Regions from separate parts of the Sus scrofa genome. Here region 2 is linked to region 1. A link is a contact called in public Hi-C data. All regions are on one chromosome and are shown on one strand. Each heading gives the region's core, a stretch centred on a gene start, on an enhancer-like site or on the middle of the called end of the contact. The rest is flanking DNA. Distances are from core to core; before and after follow the strand shown.

Region 1 (6,665 bases), core at 2,956-5,455:
TAACCCACAGCCCCTGGCTAAGGATCAAACCCGTGACTCTGCAGTGACCTAAGCCACTGCAGTCTGATTCTTAACCCACTGCACCACGGTGGAAACTCCCATCTTAGCTTCTAATGAGACCCTCCTTGAGGGCCATGGACACTTGCACAGAGAGAGCAGATAGAGTGGAGGGAGCCTTGGCTTTAAAGTCAAGACCTGTTTCTGCCACTCATTAGCTCTGTGAATGGGCAAGGTACTCACTTCTCCAGCTGAAACAAAGGCCTAAATTTTTAAAGGTTAAAGAAATCAAAAGAACCCTAGCAGAATCTTATGCGTTGAATTATGTCCACCCCCACCCCCACCCCCATATTAGCTATTAAAGTCCTAGTAAACACCTAATACTGCAGAATGATCTTGTTTGGAAATAGGCCTTTGCAGATGTGATTAGTTTACAATGAGGTCATACTTGAGCAGGGTAGACCCTTAATCTAATATGACTGGTGTTTTTAGAAGAGACACAAAGTCAGAGACACAGCAAGGAGAGCACCACGTGATGACGGAGCCAGAGACTGAATCCACAAGCCAAAGAAAGCCATGACTACCAGCAAACCATCAGAAGCTAGTATCAACTGAAACGACAACAACAAAAATACACATTTCAGATAGCTCTGAAATACTGCTCCAAAGAGGTCGGGGTGCGTGTCAGTGTATGTGTGATTTGGGTGAAGAGAGAAAGTACAGGCAACCAGGCACACATTTTGCAGAAGGTGACTGCTAGTCTCGTGAAGGTTACTGTTATTCACAAGGAGCAGTCATCACCATGAAGGATTTTAGTGCTTTTCCAGATATGAGGCTTATAAAATGTTCTCCTAAAAATATCTAACTATGTAAAGACCTGTCCTGTCAGTTTTGCCCAGAGCACAGAGGGCCTCTCTCCTGATCCCCACCCTGAGCTCCTTTCAGGGGGTGTTGCGGGTCGGCAGCTGCAGTGGCTCATGGTTCAACCTCCGTAGAGGCAGATGGCAAGTGCCCATCTCCGGTTCACAGTGGAAAGAGGCAAATGCAGATTCTCCCCTGCTGGTTTCAGAGGGAGCGTGAAACACCTTGCCTTCGGATTTCAAAAACTCTGAGACAAGAAATTTCTGCTGCTGTAAGCCACTCAGTTTGTGGTTCTAAGTCACCCTAGGAAGCATCCCTAGGAAGTGAATACATCTGGTTAACCTGGGCTTACTCATTAACCTCTCTCTGGCTCACCAATGACATCACCAGGATGGCCACTTTTCTTTTCTTTTCTTTTTAGGGCCACTCCCTTGGCATATGGAAGTTCCCAGGCTAGGGGTTGAACTAGAACTACAGCTTCTGGCCTACACCACAGCCACAGTAACAGCAACAGGGGTTGGAGCCGTGTCTGCGACCTACACCACAGCTCACGGCAATAGCAGATCTTTAACCCACGGAACGAGGCCAGGGATTGAACCTGAAACCTCATGGATACTAGTCAGGATTGTTTCCGCTGAGCCACCGCAGGAACTCCAGGATGGCCATTTTCAGGCACTTACCATCAATGGTCTGGCGAAGAGATCTAACTCCAGGGCAGAGCATAGCAGGTGGGTCCGGCTCTATTACTTCCTGGCTAGATGACCTCAGGCAATTTACTTAAACTCTCTGGGCTTCAGTATTTTGGCATGATAATGGATATTACTGTGGATAATAACGGTACTTAGATAATAGAGCTTCTGGGGAGAATGGAAGAGGTGATGCTGCTGGAGAGGAATGTCTGCTCAAGTTATTCTTTCCCAGACTGAGGTGGTTAGTGGGTCAGGTGAGTGCTGGTGCCTTTTAGCCCTGTCTGCAGTATGGGCTCCTCACACCAGACCAAGTGAGCCAAGCAGGACCGAGGAGACAAAAAGCGATGTGACCCCCCCTCCTCAGCACTCCCACCACTCCCTGAGGCTCCCACAGAGTCCCTCAACCGCAGATGCTCAGGAGCCCTGGGCTTCTGAATATTTGGGTGTCAAAAACCAGGAGGTGCTTGAGGCTGTCAGGAGCTTGTGAGGACCTCTCCATCCTTTTGGGGGGGGATCCCTGAATGGGTGCTGCAGGACTTGAAGGGGTTGGTCCTGGGACCAGCTCATGAGGAAGGAGAGAGACAAAGAAGGAGGCAGGCTGGCCGTGAGTTCCGAGGAGTTTGCCCAGTGTACACCTCCTGTGGGTCCATCCCAGGGTAGGAGGAATCCAGGTGGGAAATGATTGTTCCTTTTGTGGAAACAACTTGAAAGATCTGAGGGCATTTCAGAACTACCTGCACTTTCTCTGATTTAGCTGACATCTTAATTGCTGAGAATCATCTCTGGACGGCAGCAAGAACAAGTGTCTCTCTGCATTTGCCTGTCTCAGAACAGCCATACACTATGGGTTTGTGTCTATTGTTCGGAAGTACCTACAGGTGGGACTGCTAGGGCGGTGGGTGTGCTCCTGCACAGCATCAGTAGCTGCTGTCAGTTTTCCAAAGTGGTTGTACCAGACTCCTGATGGAAGTGTACGAGGGCATTGCTAGTTTTTTCCATTGTGGCCATTGTAGGGGGGCCGCACATTGCCGTCTCATTATGGTTTTAATTTATATGATTAATGATGTTGGAACTGTTTTCACAGACTCTTTTGCCACTTAAGTTTTGCCTTTTTTTTCCTTTTTTTTTTTCTGGTTTTTTAGGGCCACACCCTCGGCCTATGGAGTTTCCTAGACAGGGATCCAATCAGAGCTACAGCTGCCGGCCTCTGCCACAGCCACAGCAACGCAGGATCCAAGCGGCGTCTGTGACCTACACCACAGCTCACGGCAACGCCAGATCCTTAACCCATTGAGTGAGGCCAGGGCTGGAACCCAAAACTTCATGGTTCCTAGTTAGATTCATTTCTACTGCGCTACAATGGGAATACCATGTTTTGTCATTATTTTATCAAGAGATATCTTTCCTTGCTGATGTGTAGGTGTAGTTTGGACATTATGGTGTCAATGCAGATGCGTGTATTATGGATATTTTCTCCCACTCAGTGGCTTCTTCTCACTCTCTTAAAGGCATCTTTTCAGAACAGACATTCTTAATTTTATTTATCAGTCTTTTCCATCATAGGTAATGCTTTGGCGTCCCACTTAAGATATTTTTGTGGGACACAACAAAGATCTCTCCCCAGCTTCTATTGTGATAAAAGTCAAAATAATGTGTAGGCTTTTAGAGGAGGGGTAATGACTGGGAGGCAATAGAAGGCAGGATTCTACGAGCCGATTTTGTTCTATTTATCGACTTTGGTGGTGGCTATATTTGCTTACTTTTTTTTTTTACTTTTTAAATATTCTTTGAACTGTATACTTACTCCTTGTACATTGTGCATGTGTGGTATACGCCAGTAAAGTTGAGAGAGGGAGAGAAAGAGGGAGAGAGAAGGAGGGTAAGAAAATGTACAAACAGGAGATACTGTTTGTACAAACCAAAGAGATACAAGATAATGATCCCCCAAATACTGTGAAAGATTAGAGAAAATATTTGGGGACTGATTATATATAATCGTAGGTTCTCTATCTATACAAGCCAATCTTTTAATATAAGTATTTTGGCAAAAAAAATGTAATAAGCATAGTTAAAGTGATTTTGGTTAATATTACAATATTGAAAATAAACAGTGAGCATAAAATCCCTCCATATTAGTGAGGTTCCTCAGAAAGAGTTAAGCAAGCACAGAGCCTAAAGAGAAGCAGTAAACGTTTGGTTTTAGGAGTTCCCATCATGGCACAACGGAAATGAATCTGAGGAGCAACCATGAGGTTTCGGGTTCCATCCTGGCTTCCCTCAGTGGGTTAAGGATCTGGCGTTGCCATGAACTGTGGCGTAGGTCTCAGATGCGGCTCGGATCCGTGTTGCCATGACCGTGGTGTAGACCAGCAGCTGTAGCACCAGTTCAACCCCTAGCCTGGGAACCTCCATATGCCTCAGGTGTGACCCTAAAAAGCAAAAAAATAAAAATAAACATTTGGTTTTTACAAATTTTTGGTTAAAACGCTACTAGCGGGGAGTTCCCACATGGCTCAGTGATAAGTGAACCCAACTAGCATCCATGAGGATGCAGGTTCTATCCCTGACCTCACTCAGTGGGTTAAGGATCCAGCGTTGTTGTGAGCTATGGTGTAAGTCACAGATGTGGCTGGGATCTGGCATTGCTGTGGCTGTGGTGTAGGCTGGCGACTATAGTTTGATTGGACCTCTAGCCTGAGAACCTCCATATGCCTCGGGTGCAGCCCTAAAAAAAAAAAAGAAAAGAAAAAATGCTGCCATCAGATATACCGAAGTCGATTTCTGACTTCCCACCCTCTGATGAAGAACATGAGTAGCGTGGTCTGTATAAAACAGTGGCTGATGAGTCTGAGGTGGTGAGGAGCCCATGGGGCTATAGCAGAAATATCACAAGAGTAGGACATGGAGTTCCAGCAGAGCCACCATCCGAAGCCAAAACCCAGTCACAGTGCCTAGCAAGAATACAGCTAATAATAAACCATATCCCAGAATAGCCAGGCCCTGAACTTGAAGATAAGAGTTAACCCAACAGGAAGTTCAGTCAAAGCAGGAAAGAAGGTGCCCTTAGGAGCTGTCCCCTCTATGGCTGAGAATGCCATGATAGCGCCCAAAGCAGCCTGGTTCTGCCATGGTCCTCAGTCTGCATCTCTTTGAAGAGAAAACCAATCCACAGCCTCTCCCCAGCATCCTGGTGTGGCAGGTATGTGTGTCTGTGGTTCCTCTGCCCTTAGCCAAGCAGGAGCGCACAAGTGATGGCTGATTCTGGCAGCCAGAAACCCAGAGGCCCCAAACTTAGAGAAGCTCTCTGGGAGAAGCTTGGAGTGTGTGGGTGTGAATTCAGAGACTCCTCTAGTGCCTTTGAGGCCTTCCCAGCTAAAGGACCACCTGTCCATTTTTTATCCACTACCCTGACAAATGGGAGATTTCCAGAGATCGAATGTAAACTGAGGGACAAATAAGAAAACTTTTTTTGAGGTTGGAGCAGCATGAACAAAAAAATAAGGCTTGATGAAGGAAGTTAAGAAAGCGAAGACTAGCAAATAAAGCCAACCTTGCAAACACAAGTGAGAAAAGCAACCTCAGGAACTCCTGGGTGGCAGAGTGGAGAAGAAAGGGCTAAAATCCATAATTAGGATAATCCATGGACAGATAACAGGGAACTCAAGCCCAAGAAATTCAAGCCCAAGCAAAGGAGTTTGCGTTTCTAATCAGCTCATGCAACGTTGCCTTTTCAGAGTTCACCATTTCTAATTTCCAAGAGCTCATTTCCAGTCACATTGCTGTAATTTATCACATCCAGGCATGCAAAATCATCCTTTTTCTAACATTAAACATGTTTAATCAGGACAATTTATAATAGCACTTTAGGGCTTTAGTGAAAGAAAGGCATTTGACACATGATATTTACAGTAATCATAATACTACAAGATTTAAAGTGTAATTTTTTTACAGTGTTAGATCAGGAAGCCAAATTGTCCATGGTCCTAGTTAGTTATTTGCAATGCTTTTGCGGGGGGGGGGGGGGGGATCAGCATCCAGAAATTAATTAATAGTCTTTCTCTCTACAATGATCAGTATCATCCTTGGGTACTGCCATGAGCTGCCAGCTCCTTTATGCCCTGGCTCTAGTGGCAATCAGCAAACATGATGAATGTTAAACCTCTCGTCCTCAGAGCCAAATGCCAAATGTCATACCACATGCAGGATCATAATTATGCTGTAGGAAGTAGATGGACTTGGCTTTGTTAACCAAGCCAAAATCTGGAGGCCACTTGAACTATGGCTGTGGAAAATTAACCCATTCTATCTCAGCCTTGAGGAGACCAGGACATTTTTCAAGAACAGCAGTTTCATGCAAAGCTAAGGGCCTTGAAATTCTTTTTCAAAAGGACCTAAATGTTTCTTTGTCAACCTCGAAAGCTTCCCTCCTCCTTTTCTTCTGGGACCAGTCAAACTTATACACATTCCAGCTCCACTTGCATGAAATTCAAGTTCCCATTTAGGTATTTGCTGTTAACCACAAGTTTCATGCTTCATGGCCCTTTTGACATGTGTTTATTTGAAAAGGTAAGTCAATGAACCGGTGCCTTCCTTGTTCTTGACAAGTCCGACCTAACTCAGGGAAATGGAAGTGGACCCACCTTCAACAGGCAGTGATGGGGGCCTCAAAGTCATTGGAGGGATATTACCTGCATTACTGTTTACAGCCCCTTCGATGATAAAACACAGTGTCAAGGCAGATGGACAACACACGCTTTTTTAAGAGTTCAGATTTCCATCAGTTTCAAACTTAAACACGATCATGAAAAATGAAACCCACAAATTAAAACTAAAGCCCATTTTTCCATATATGAGGTGTAGAAGGTTTGGACTTAACTCAAGCACCCACCCCTAGCAAGTGTCTGAAGTGCCTGGGACATCCTCAAAGGTGTTTTGTTTGGGGGGGGGGGGTGGTGGTTTGGTTTGGTTTGGTTTTTTGCTTTTTAGAGCTGCACTTGTGGCATATGAAAATTCTCAGTCTAGGGGTCAACTCGGAGTTGTAGCTGCCGGGCTACACCACAGCCACAGCAACATGGGATCCGAGCTGTGTCTGCAACCTACACCACAGCTCACGGCAAC
Region 2 (6,665 bases), core at 1,301-3,800, 110 kb before region 1:
TGAACTAAGTGCCATACTCGTCTGGGTAAGATTTGGGAAACATAACCTCTGTACATAAAAAAAAAAAAAAAAAAGAAAAAAGAAAAAAAAAATCAGTTAAACATCACATAGTAGACAGCCATTAAATTATAAAAAAAAATTAATTTATGAAGAAAGACCTTTTGTACAGATTGAAAAAAAGATTTTCATAGAGATATCTATATGATCAAGAGAGTTAATTTTTTATTTTTGTTTTACTAGTGCCACAAACTTGCCAGTGGTAACTTATTTGTCCGGTTCAAGATAACTCTGTAGTTTTCTTTCCTAGGACTTGTTGTTAAACGCCAAAAGACATTTTTGAACTGTACATTTGATCAGATTGTTAGCTTTTTCTGTTTTATTTCTTTTGAGAACCTTTGAATAAAAAACATCTGAAATTTTATTTTTCCTGTCAATTTCTTTCTGGTTAGAATACATGTATATCAGAATTTAATTTCATTTCTGATCTCTCCCTTCACCTCAGTGGATTGGTTTCAAAGTGAGTTGAAAATTATGTCAGATTCAATATGTACTCAAGGTACATGTCCTTTATTTTTTTATGTATTTATTTTGTGTGTGTGTGTGCCTTTTAGGGCTGCACCTGTGGCACATGGAGGTTCCCAGGCTAGGGGTCTAATTGGAGCCACAGCCACAGCAACGCAGGATCCGAGCTGTGTCTGCAACCTACACCTCAGCTCACGGCAACACCGGATCCTTAACCCACTGAGCGAGGCCAGGAATCGAACCTGCAACCTCATGGTTCCTAGTCAGATTCATTTCTGCTGCACCACGACAGGAACTCCAAGGTATATTTCCTTTAAAAGAATTGGAAAAACCTTCCCAGACCTTCTTTTTACTACTTTCAGTTCGTGTACAGGGGCAGCCACCATATTTCTTCTCAATAAAGTCCATCTTTGGTCTGTTCTTAAGGACCAGTGAGCCAGACCCCTCTCCTTCCTCTGTCCTTATTGCTGCTACCTTTTGAACTGTGGCACTGTCATTTCCCAGCAAGGGGGCAGAAAGTGTCCCATCTCTGGTAAGCAGGCTCACAGGTTAGGATTTCAGGAGGAACTTATCTGTGCCTCGCTGACCCAGGCCTCCTATAGTGACTTCATTTGGCCATCCCCAGTAGGAGGCTCCAGCGCCACACTCATGGGGAGGAACAGCAGCTCTCTTCCACACTGACATGCTTTAGCGAAGGCTCTTAGTACAAGAGATTAACTCCTTTTACCCAAAGTGAATGAAATGTTTTAGCGTCTTACAAGATTCTGTTTCTGCTGCCCAGTGATTCTTTCCTGGTGAAAGGAGTGGGCAAGAAAAATACTCATAGCCTCCATTTCTACAATGCCTGCCCTACAGTGTGGACGATGGGCGATGTGAATTAGATACCTGGGGTTTAGAGTACATGACTTGCCAGGGCTCTCGATGGGCGATGTGAATTAGATACCTGGGGTTTAGAGTACATGACTTGCCAGAGCCGGGAGAGCCCTGCTGCCCACTGGCTCTTTGAGAAAAGAAACGGGGTCCTCTGATGATAACCAGAGCTTCAGAGAGAAAGGAGTTGGGGCCGGAGCAAAGCATGGCCTCATTGAGATCCACGCAGGCCGCTAAGAATGTAAGCTTTGTGGCCTCATGATCTGCCCCTGCCTCACTTGTTCCCAGGCTCTTTCGCCCATGACCACCAACCAAGAGGCAGGAAAGAAATACGTTGGGCACCTTAAGTTTTGTTAACATTATTTTTGTTCTCATATTTTAAGATGTTTTATGTCATTGGAGTCCTGGGACATCCAGTGGCAGTCTTTACACAAACTGATACCATTTTTTCAGAGCACCTTTTCTATCTGCAGCAGGACTGAGCCAACCAAGTGCTGATGGCTAAAACAGAGCTGTCCCTCACAGAGGATCTGTGGGGCATTTGGGGATTGACGCCACCTTACTGAAAAGCTGTGGCTCCTCCAGTGGTTAGGAGCCAGGACTCCCTCTTGGTCGGAGGTGGCCTGGGTCCGAGCATCTGGGAGGAATTCTTTCCTGGGAAGGGAGGGAGAAAGCTGGCAGCAGCTCGCAGGAAAGCAGGCTCCCTCTCCTCTGAACAGGCAGGGATGAGGAATAGCAGGGGTGGACAGGGAGCCCAGGGTTCTCACCCTTCACAGGCAGTAGCATAGGGTAAATCCACGAACCTGAATTCCACCTTCTCTCAAATTCCATAAAAGCTGATTAAAAATTCACTGGGAGAAAGGCAGTACCTCCCAGCCTGAGGGAGGGCTCAAAAATGTTCAGATCTGACGTGGATATCCTCATTCCACAAGAGTAACCAAAAGGGAAAATATCCAGCTGCCTTGGGGTAAAAGTCACAGACCTGTCGTCATCACCCCCATCCCCCCATGCACAAAAAGCTTCAGAAGATAGCAAGTGGGTGAGGAGTGAAGAGAACTCGGACCTCAGGATTAAAGAAAAGCCCAGCAGGTTCTTCCCCTCAAATAACAATGAGATGAGCTCAGCACCTCTCGTGGCGGCTGAGAACGCGGGCAACCCGGGCCACCAGCTAGGTGGCCGTTGGTAGGCGCGGCGATGCCCACGGGACTGGGAGGCTACGCCCTGCGCCCATCCTTCGTGTGGATGAACTCGGCCAGTCGATGGGATTTCAACGCGGTGGAAGTGCCCCGGAGTGGCTCAGTCTTTGTCCGTCCTGGCTTCTAACGCTTTGGGTCTTTGCAGGGCTCGGGAGTGTTCTCACTTGAGCCACTAGAGGGAGATTTTGTCGCTCTTCACCTGCAGCTGCGAGCGCCAGACCAGAGATGGCCTGGGAGGGGGCGCTGCTGATGTAAACTGAGGATCCCCGGACACAGGACACACATCGTCGGGGATTACAGGGTTCTTGAATTGGGGGTTAATTGAAAGAACTAACAAAGAGAAAATCACGTTGCCCGATGCTGGCAGCTCCCTCATGAAAGCATTGTTGCTCATATTGGAGTGTAACTTAAATGACCTTTTTTTTTTTTTTCTTGGCCGCAAATGCTGCCTGTGGAAGTTCCTGGGCCGGGCATCGAACCCATGCTGCAGCAGGGACCCGAACTTCAGCAGTGACAACGTCGGATACTTAACCCAGTTGGTCACCAGGGGACTCCTACATGTGACCTTTAAGGCTCAAGGAAGGAGGGGGCAGGGGAGGAAGTCTTGTGACTTGAGGCTGCAAAAACGTGCTGGCAGGTCTCTGGGCTGCTCAGAATTGAAAACAGGTGGCTTTGGATTAAATACCAACTTTAATGCTATTATTTTTTTTAATGTGACCGAGATTCGATCTAGGTTATTCCACTGCTCATTTACACAAGATACGGATTATCAACAAGACTGTGGGTAATTCCTACCCTCTAATATCCCTGAAGCCACTTCCTCTGCTTGAATACTTCCAGTGATGGGGCACTTCCCACCTCTCTCGACAACCTGTATCTTTGGAGAGCAGCTCTCAAACTTGTTTAAGGAGTCAAATTTGCAATTTTGTAATTTCTTTTTTTTTTTTTTTTTTTTTTTTTTTTGTCTTTTTGCCTTTTCTAGGGCCGCACCCATGGCGTATGGAGGTTGCCAGGCTAGGGGTCCAATCGGAAATGTAGCCGCCGGCCTACACCAGAGCCACAGCAATGCCAGATCCGAGCTGCGTCTGTGACCTACACCACAGCTCACAGCAACTCTGGATCCCTAACCCACTGAGCAAGGCCAGGGATCAAACACACAACCCCATGGTTCCTAGTCAGATTCATTAACCACTGAGCCACGACGGGAACTCCAAAATTTTGTAATTTCTAACTATCAGCCTTAGTTCTGCCAACTGAGAAGCCATGGGATAAGTTGATCATTGCTGTTGTTGGAAAGACAAAGCACAGTGACAGAGAGCCTATCAGTGACTGCCAGGAGTTCAAGGGGACAGGAAGATGTGCCTATAAAGGGATAGTACAGGGGAGTTTAGGAGGAGTGATGAAACTACTCTAAATGCTGATTGTGGTGGTTATACCAATCTACACATGTGCTAAAATTCATAGAAATGTAGACCCCAAAAAGTCTCTTTTACTGCATGGCCATTTATTTTTTAAATCTTTTTTTAAAATGACACAAATCAATCATCCTTCAAATGTGGGAAACTGCCAGCTCCATAAATCTCTGGGTTGAACATTACTTGTAGCTTGAACTGTTCCTCATCAGCTCACCCTCCACAGACACCACAGGTAACTCAGGATAAAACCCAGAACCCCTGTCTCTTGCTCATCTCTACCCTTCCATGAAGTGGTTTCCTTTTTGACTTCTCAGTTCCTAAAGCTTGTAGTCAGTTAAAATCCCTATGTTCTCTCTCTCCCTCTCTCCCTCCCTCTCTCTCTCTCTCTCTCTTTTTTTTTTTTTTTTTTTTTTTTTTTTTTTTTTTTTTTTTGTCACAATGATAAACACATGCAGTGGAATCTTATGTAGCTATTTTTAAATGAAGTCATTTTCCATGGCATGAACAATACTCAGGATGTAAGGTGAACAGAAACTGTTAGGCCCACTGTAGATACAGTATGTTCATAATTATGAAAACAATATTTAAGTATAAGAGATGAGGAGGTTCTTAAAAGTGTTTAGTTGTGGGTGAAAGGATTATGGAAAGTTTGAATTTTTTCATTTATACTTTCCCAACTTTTTCCAGTTGTCTACAATGAAAGCATTTTATAATCAGGATCGAGAAGTTTTTAAAATGTCCAATCGTCCTTAAGTTACACAACTTGCTATATTCCGGGTCAGCACATTGGATTAATTTTTTATTTTCAAAAGATAGTGCACCAGATTTCAGAAAACACAAAGATGACATGATGTGGTCCCATCTCCAAGGGACATTCTTGTTGGGGGACAGTGTATAAATGACAGTACTTCAAGGAGAAGTAACAAAAATGTGGTCTAAGAAAAGAGCTTTGGAGGTTCAGGGAGGGGCCAAGACGACGTACATACCCTCTCCAGAGAGTCTGGTCATTTTCACATTACCCGGCATTAGTTCCTTTTTTACTGATAAGAATTCACTCCAAAGCAGCTGTTTTCCTCACTAGTTCTTCTGCCTTCCGACAGATAAAATTGTCAGGCAGACAATGAAGCCTTTGGGAGCTCTGCCCTTGCCGGTATCCAAGGAGTTAACTTCTTTTGTTATTCCTGCTCTAAAAATAATGGGAAGTGTAACAAGAAAGTGTGTCCTGTTTTGTTTCATTGTAATCAATCAGGATGTAGGATACTTTCCTAATCACATGATTTTGCCTTCTTTTACCTACCCTGGGTCAAATCTGCACACACAGCAGATTTTGGACTTTGCAAACCTGTGTAGTTTTCTGCCCCCTTCATTGGGAACTCACTACTTTCCTTTTTTTTTTTCTTTTTAGGGCCAAATGTGTGGCATATGGAAGTTCCCAGGCTGCAGGTCGAATCAGAGCTACAGTTACTGGCCTACGTATGCCACAGCCCCAGCAACACCAGATCTGAGTCACGTCTGCGACCTACAGCACAGCTCATGGCAGTACCAGATCCCCGACTCACTGATCAAGGCCAGGGATTGAACCCACATCCTCATGGATAGTAGTCGGATTCGCTTCTTCTGAGCCACAATGCGAACTCCTGAGAACTTATTTCTTTCTTCACAGACGTCTAGTCAGGAATCCCATCATACACACTTTGTTACACATATTGCTTTGACATATGCCCAAGACCATGAATATTATTCCTGGCCTCCTGGCCTCTTATTTTCTCTTAAGAAATACTGAAGGAATGTCTGTTCTTGTTTATATGCATGATTTTCTTCCTAATGTTTAGTTCAGTTTTATAGAGAACATTTACTATTCTCTCAACTGTCACTCTTCCCAATGATTCTTCTGTCTGTCTCTTTTTACAAACCTTTATTTTTACAAACATTTGAAGCAGCTTACAGGAAACACAGTAACACAAATGTAAAATTCAGGGCTTGGGAGGTTAACAATGAAGAGAGCTCAGGAAAGCGCAGACTGTAGCTCTGCAAACCAGAGGGCCTCCATCATCCTTATAGTTGAACATCACTGATTTTGAGTTTCCTGGCAGCCAAGGTGAAAAGGGAGAAAAGTACACACATCTATGGCTCTTAGGGTCAGGACTACCAGATCTTCTGCGAAAAGACAGATTTACCACAATTAGATAGTGACTCCTGCAGGAAGCACTGGGTCATGTCTTCCACCACCTTCCTCTGTGAATACGATTGCGCTTTCCCAAGGAAGTTTCAGGTAGGGCCCCTCAATGAAAGCTAAAGACAGTATACCAAAGCACCACTTCATAAAAGTGATTCTGGAAGGCTATTAGCCTCTTTTTTTTTTCTTTCTTCTTTTTTTGACCCATGCTGTTGCAGTGAAGGCTCCCAATCCTTAACCCACTGCTGGAAGGCTGTGGACTCTTAGTGGACATTCTCCGTTAAGTCTTCTCAAATGTTCTTATGCAGCATAGCATACCTCATTCCTCTCACCAAGCCCCTTGCTCTGCTTCTGAAGGACAAAAATCTTTCAGGCAACAGTACAAACATTCCAGGTGCTCTTTTCACTTCCACATTCAGCCCCTCAAAGGCAAAAGCAGGGCAAGCCCCAGGTCATCTGCAGTTGACTGAGCACTTCAAAGTGATG

The links. A called contact is a pair of places that touch in the nucleus more often than the background predicts.
Region 2: a contact with region 1 is called in a Hi-C map of skeletal muscle, with 2.6 times the contacts expected there. The contact joins two enhancer-like sites. A contact is called at or near these places in 3 of 47 Hi-C or Micro-C datasets (epiblast stem cells, heart right ventricle and skeletal muscle) and 1 of 2 datasets of contacts at active chromatin or transcription factors (skeletal muscle).

What each region holds. Positions count from the first base shown.
Region 1 is chr15:67,081,776-67,088,440 of Sscrofa11.1, reverse strand. The region is part of intron 8 of ITGB6 (integrin subunit beta 6); the gene reads left to right. Among named protein-coding and RNA genes, the nearest start is that of ITGB6, 36 kb to the left of the region's middle. Within about 2 kb of position 4,205, at least 2 of the 83 cell types and tissues checked have an H3K27ac peak or open chromatin away from gene starts, as enhancers often do. A contact at or near this core is called in skeletal muscle, where this site is marked.
Region 2 is chr15:67,186,321-67,192,985 of Sscrofa11.1, reverse strand. It overlaps RBMS1 (RNA-binding motif, single-stranded-interacting protein 1), which reads left to right. Exons shown (of 14, transcript XM_003133427.6): 14 at 1-106. Among named protein-coding and RNA genes, the nearest start is that of ITGB6, 69 kb to the right of the region's middle. Within about 2 kb of position 2,550, at least 40 of the 83 cell types and tissues checked have an H3K27ac peak or open chromatin away from gene starts, as enhancers often do. A contact at or near this core is called in skeletal muscle, where this site is marked.